Regions from separate parts of the Triticum aestivum genome. Here region 1 is linked to region 2. A link is a contact called in public Hi-C data. All regions are on one chromosome and are shown on one strand. The core of a region is the stretch at or near the end of the contact, and the rest is flanking DNA. Distances in the headings are between cores, read along the strand shown.

Region 1 (2,861 bases), core at 323-2,822, 200 kb before region 2:
ATAGCTAGCTACATATCCATATGTATTTAGTGACACTGATCAAGTTATAGCCAAAGGAAACACAAATGGCATCACAAAAATTATTATGCTCAGATACACAGCAAACAATGTGCTTAGTGATGTACATAATTGTTAAAAATACCATACCATGTCATGCTGAGGTATCCCTTCAGTAATGCAGACAACAAGGTCAAGCTCTGCTTCCAATGCCTCCATTATTGCAGCGGCAGCAAATGGTGGTGGAACATATATAACAGATGCATTGGCCTTTGTCTCGGCCTTAGCTTCTGCTACCGAGTTGAAAACTGGAAGGCCTAGGTGCTCAGTTCCACCTTTCTTGGGAGTAACTCCACCTACCTGTTCAATGCAAAGTACTTAAGTTAAAAGGGCATCATTTGATGAAAACCATAGAAGAGACATAATAATTAGTTGAAGATGATTATATTTTAAAAATCAAGCTACATATCTATATATCTTAAGGCTTAAGAGAAGTCCAAACAACCTTACAGAAACATGCCAGTGCCTTGATTTGATGGTACAAAGGTATCTTTGCAGATGCATTCATAAGACAACTAATAATTAGCATGTAGTGTCAGTATGTCACTGTTACAACCAGTATGCGACAGTTAACTGTGAGCTCCTGGTCAAGGATGTAGTAATGGGATTAGAACCTGCAACCTGCCCAGGTGAGGCTCTCGGAATGCATACATAATTCTCACCATCCACATGACAGTTTTTTTTTCCTCGTACGCACCAGCATTTTCCTCGTACGCCCTGCCCGAATTGCTACCAATAATATCAAAAGTAAAATATGACTCGATGTCTCCACCCCGCTTATTGAAGAATTCTAGCATTACAATACATAACATTTAGTTCGGTTCGATTTTCCATAGCAGCTTGAAAATACAGGGCGTGCATCATGGAAATTGTTCCTCAAACTCTTTTTAAGTTTAGATCGAGCAGGCCCTAGATTTACAAAACATATGGGAACCCATAAAAACCGTGTTCTCCATGTTTTGCTGTCTGATGAGTCATAATAAAATACCGAAGTCCTGGCTGCAAACTGAAGAATGCCCCTGGAACAACACATCGATAAGAGACGAAACCCTAAAAGGCGGAAAATGGAGATCGACAGCCGCCCACCCACGAGATCGTGCATTGTCGACTGTATCTCTCAATCTCAAACCCTAGAACCGCACTAGAGAGGAGGAAATGAACGGATCGAGCAATACATCGAGGAGGGAGGCCGCGCGGGGGACATACCATGTTGGTGCCGTACTCGATGGCCTGCTCGGTGTGGAAGGTGCCGTTCTTTCCGGTGATGCCCTGGCAGATCACGCGGGTGCTCTTGTCGACGAAGACCGCCGGAGAGGGCGCGGCGGCGGCGGCCGCGTAGGCACGCGAATGGAGGAGGCGGGAGGCGGCGGAGCCCAGCATCTGGGACGCGCGGCGGGAGGAGGCGGCCATGGCGATGTGCTTGGCCTGGCGGCGGCGCGTGCTCCTCTCTTTCCTCTCTCCTCTCGATTCGATTTCGTTTGGGGCTCGGTCTACTTTCCTCAGTTTTCTGGGGCCTCGCGATCCATTCTTGCAGGAGAAGTTGGGGGGTCAAACTTCGGCCTGGGCCCCTGCGTTTGTCGCTATTTCCGGAAGCTAACACATGGATGACTATTTCCAAAGCATGCGGGAAAGCGGCTTTGGTCAATACGTTTTACGGTTGATAGAGGCGAACGGCGGAATGGCCTAGGGCATCTCCGGCTTCTTTCGTCAGAACGGACACCCCAAGTATTCCATACATGTTCGGACATGTCCGTGGATAAGGATAGAGGCCACAGCCGTCCAACCATATCCTATATACTTAAGAAGTTCACCTCACTATCTAACTAGTAAGCTTGCACGTGCAACGCACGTCTCTGCTAATGCTCTTTTAAAAGATACATCCACTCCCAATCATATACACCTTGTGTGCATGTCTCATACTACCTTATACTTATAGTTGTTGATGGTAATATAAGATGACACACAAAAGAAACAGCGAAGGTAACATTCATCATATAGACCTGAAACCATGTTTTCAGGCCCTTACATCTAGCAAGAGATAGGTTCAAAGTTGTTGAACCTCATTTTTTCATAACTTATCTCCATATAAATAGAGACCATTGATGGTGCTTTCAAAAACTCTGAACATTTTGGTTTATCACAAACTACATAAAATAGATATGTGTGAACACCATGTATTTTGGAATCAATGTTGCAACTTGCAAATTATACTTTTTCTCCCCGAGAGAATTTACAAAGGTATGCATCAATGTTTGATTCTGCAATGTCAGATGCCAAGAAAGCACTCATACATTTTCAAGGCAATATTATTTCAAATCAAATGTCATGCACATTGCCTACCTTCTTTTACCCTGGAGATGAATTCATCCAGATAATCTTGTAGACCATCCATAACATTGTTTTGCTTGCAATTCCATTATGTACAAGTACAACACCATTCAACAGGGTGCACATGCACAGAAAAAGAAGTAAAAGAGACAAGTTGGGAGTTGTACATTACTAACTAAAAATGATCTTTTATCCATTTTCTTAAAAGATTCAATTATTGTTGATTCTTCTTGGTAAGTAAAAGTAAGTAGGAAGACAAGATTTTGGTGAAAGGTTTTCTTTCTTGTTCTCTCTCCCTGTGAACTGTAGGAGTGATAAAAATGGTTTCTTTTCCTTTAAGCGGTAAAATTTTAATTGAGCACACAAGCGAAAATATTTTAATTTAGAACATATAAATAATGATACTGTTTGCTTTGGGCAAAAAGATTGTGAAGTATTGGTTGAGCCAAGGTATGTATTTCATTTCAATGGTTCCA
Region 2 (3,014 bases), core at 204-2,703:
AAGCTCCAGGGGAGAAATTCCTATGCCATTTAACACACACAAAAACAAACAGAAGGTCTGTACTCATCAATTGAAATGAGGTTAGTAGAGGCATTGTTGTAAAATTTCAGCAAAGAAAGGAAGCAAGGCATCATGATTACCAGTCAAACATGTATATGACTTGTCCAAAAACAAAAAACACATATACCTTCACAGTTGCGTGTGTGTGTGTGTGTGTCTGTGTACGGAATAATCTTCAGTAACAAAGGAAAATAAGAATAATGACGACATCTTTTTTACTGCGTCTATCCTAAATGAGAAGAAACAGATCAGTTTCGTACATAGTAAAAGTGATTTGCTAATCTAAATTGCAAAAACCTGAGGGAAGTCCGTATCCAATTCCATGATACTCTTTCTGGTCAGGTAATCCAGTATCTGCCAACTACTATTCTCTCAACCACATCCTGAACACACCGCCCTTTTACGATTTTAGAGTTTAAGCTCTAGCATCAACATATTATCCCTATTAGAAATGGATATAATCAAATGTACAATAAACACACACAAAACAGAAAATAATATGGGAACCAATCATCCGTGATTTTTTCTCGGATGAGAGAAGTTGTGTTGAGAAGAAGAAATAAGAAGTACTATGAAACGTGAAAGCCTGATATTCCATATTAGCACTGTATGAGTTTTGCATATGCAAGTCGCAGCAAAGAACAATCTGGACAAACGGGATTAGCAAAAGACCTGTGTAACAACGAAATCAATCCGAGCAGCAGTAGTCCTATGAAGCGAATCATCGAGCACCTTTCGACCCAACCTGCAATCTGAGAAAATCATTAAAATAAGCTTAGAGGTGGTAAAAATCAGTGTGGCTAATATTAGGGGCAGTACAACTTCCAGAGTAGAGGACGGTCCAGAGTGGATGACGATGGCAGCATAGACTGGTTTTTAAACGCGAATGCAGCAACAATTTTTCCGCATTTGTAGGGTAATGGAGGGCGATCTATAGAGGCCATGAATGCTGTAGTGCCTTGGGCCGTTTCAGTTTTTCACGGGCACTTGTGGCCGGCAGAGCATACGTCGTGGAGGCGAAAGGATAGCGGCGGCAATAGGGTGGTAGCGGGAAGGTCAATCAACAGGCGAGTTAATGCGCACCTGTGGCCGGGGAGCGTCGGAGGTGGCGGCGGCCATGACGGAGACTGGACGGGAGCCCTGCCCGCCGTGACAGCGGCGGAGGTGACCTGGACCAGTAAATCGGCTGAGCGGGCGATTGCTTCCGGGCCTTGATGGCGGCGGCGGGGGAGGCCGGCGAGCCTCTCCTTGGTTCTGACCGTCGGCGTGGGGAGGCGCCGGCCCGAGGAGGGCTCCTCTGGTTCTGACCGCCGGCGTGGGGAAAACTTGGGGGAAAGATGACTGCGGAAAAGCTTTTTTTTCTTTTACTTTGGTGGGTTCACGAACCCTGGTAACTGATCGCTGAGGTGGCGATCTCTGCACTGCTGAACATTGGTTGGTCCCATCCGTAAGCCGGTTGTAGAATGATGATGTGGCGATAAGTTGATGTGGATTGGCTGCATGTCAAGAGAAATAGGATAGTGAGGATGAACTATTTAGATATTATAGATTAGTCGTGTCATGGTGACACATGTACTGTGTTTGTTAGCCAGTTTATTAGTTGGTCGAGTCCCTGCATGCATATTTATACACTATACACACCGGATGGATGTGTGCACGTGATTGGATCGGTGCATGAAAATAGGATCCCAACGAGCATGTACATGTGAAAGATGTGGTGGCTGTAGTTGGCATAGTCGTACATCATTCCGGAACGGCGCCGGCGTACAACAGCCTATGGCCAGCTCCATCAACACAGGGGAGGCCCCAGTTGATGACCACCTCGTATCGGCCTTGATGTACGGATGGACGGATACGGCCGATGGCTTTGGCGCTGCCGTGCACGGGAGGTGGCAGCGGCCTCGGCGCACCGGAGGAAGATACAACCTATGGCTTGGGAGGGATTGCAGGAGGGTGGCACGGGTAATTCCAGCCTACTCTAACCCGAATCAGCGTCGTGCGCTCGTGGTACACCACCGCGGGTCCCTCGCCCGCCCCAACCCGCGATGAGGAGGAAGAGGCTATCGTAGGGACACAGAACCTGAGGCCAACTCCACCGCGTGACCCCAAACGGACATCTGTTTTGTCCGGATTCTGTCCGTTTGGGTAGCGATTTAGGGTCGTGTCCGAGCGTGTCCTGGGATGCGGTGGCCGTGCGCCCACCGCGCGGACGCATCCTTTTGCCCTATCCTGTCCGTCAGGGCCAAAAATGCCCAAATTTTCATCAAAACTAGTTTACAACCCAAATATTTGTCTGAAAATTAAAATAGTTTTACAACCCAATTAAAATTGTCTTTAATAAAATATTTTTACAACCAAATCGAAATTGTCTTGACTAAACATAAAATGGACCAATACATCTATTGGTTGTCAATGTGATCCCACACGTGCTCAACCAAGTCATTTTGAAGATTCAAATGAGAGTGCCAATCACACATCTCACAATGGAATTGAGCAAACTGTTCAAATGTGGCCGGGTCTTGGTGCAGGGGCTCAATATTTTCACCTTGATAGTCAAATCCTTGGTCGAAGATACTCTCATCACGCTCGTCCTCGACGATCATATTGTGCATGATCACACAAGCAGTCATCACCTCCCAAAACTTCCTTTCATCCCATGATAGTGCAGGGTTTCAAACGATACCCCACCGGGATTGAAGCACACCAAAAGCATGTTCCACATCATTTCTAACACTCTCTTGCATTTGGGCAAATCTCTTTCTCTTCTCACCTTGGGTTTTCGAGATTGTCTTCACAAAAGTTGACCACTGAGGATATATACCATCTGCTAGATAGTATCCCTTGTTGTAATGGTGGCCGTTGATCTCAAAGTTAACAGGTGGGGAGTGGCCTTCTGCAAGCCTCGCGAAGACTGGAGAACGCTGCAGCACGTTGATATCATTGTGAGAACCTGC

The links. A called contact is a pair of places that touch in the nucleus more often than the background predicts.
Region 1: a Hi-C map of leaf shows a contact between it and region 2, with 4 times the contacts expected there. The contact joins the promoter of LOC123188104 here to the promoter of LOC123188101 in region 2. A contact is called at or near these places in 2 of 5 Hi-C or Micro-C datasets (both in leaf).

The regions. Positions count from the first base shown.
Region 1 is chr2A:153,691,008-153,693,868 of IWGSC CS RefSeq v2.1, reverse strand. LOC123188104 (succinate--CoA ligase [ADP-forming] subunit alpha, mitochondrial) reads right to left here and starts at 1,572. Exons shown (of 7, transcript XM_044600142.1): 1 at 1,264-1,572; 2 at 148-357. The coding sequence starts at 1,467. It overlaps LOC123188103 (a long non-coding RNA gene), which reads right to left. Exons shown (of 3, transcript XR_006494337.1): 3 at 2,829-2,861.
Region 2 is chr2A:153,492,022-153,495,035 of IWGSC CS RefSeq v2.1, reverse strand. LOC123188101 reads right to left here and starts at 1,453. Exons shown (of 5, transcript XM_044600140.1): 1 at 1,144-1,453; 2 at 733-812; 3 at 1-20. The coding sequence starts at 1,179.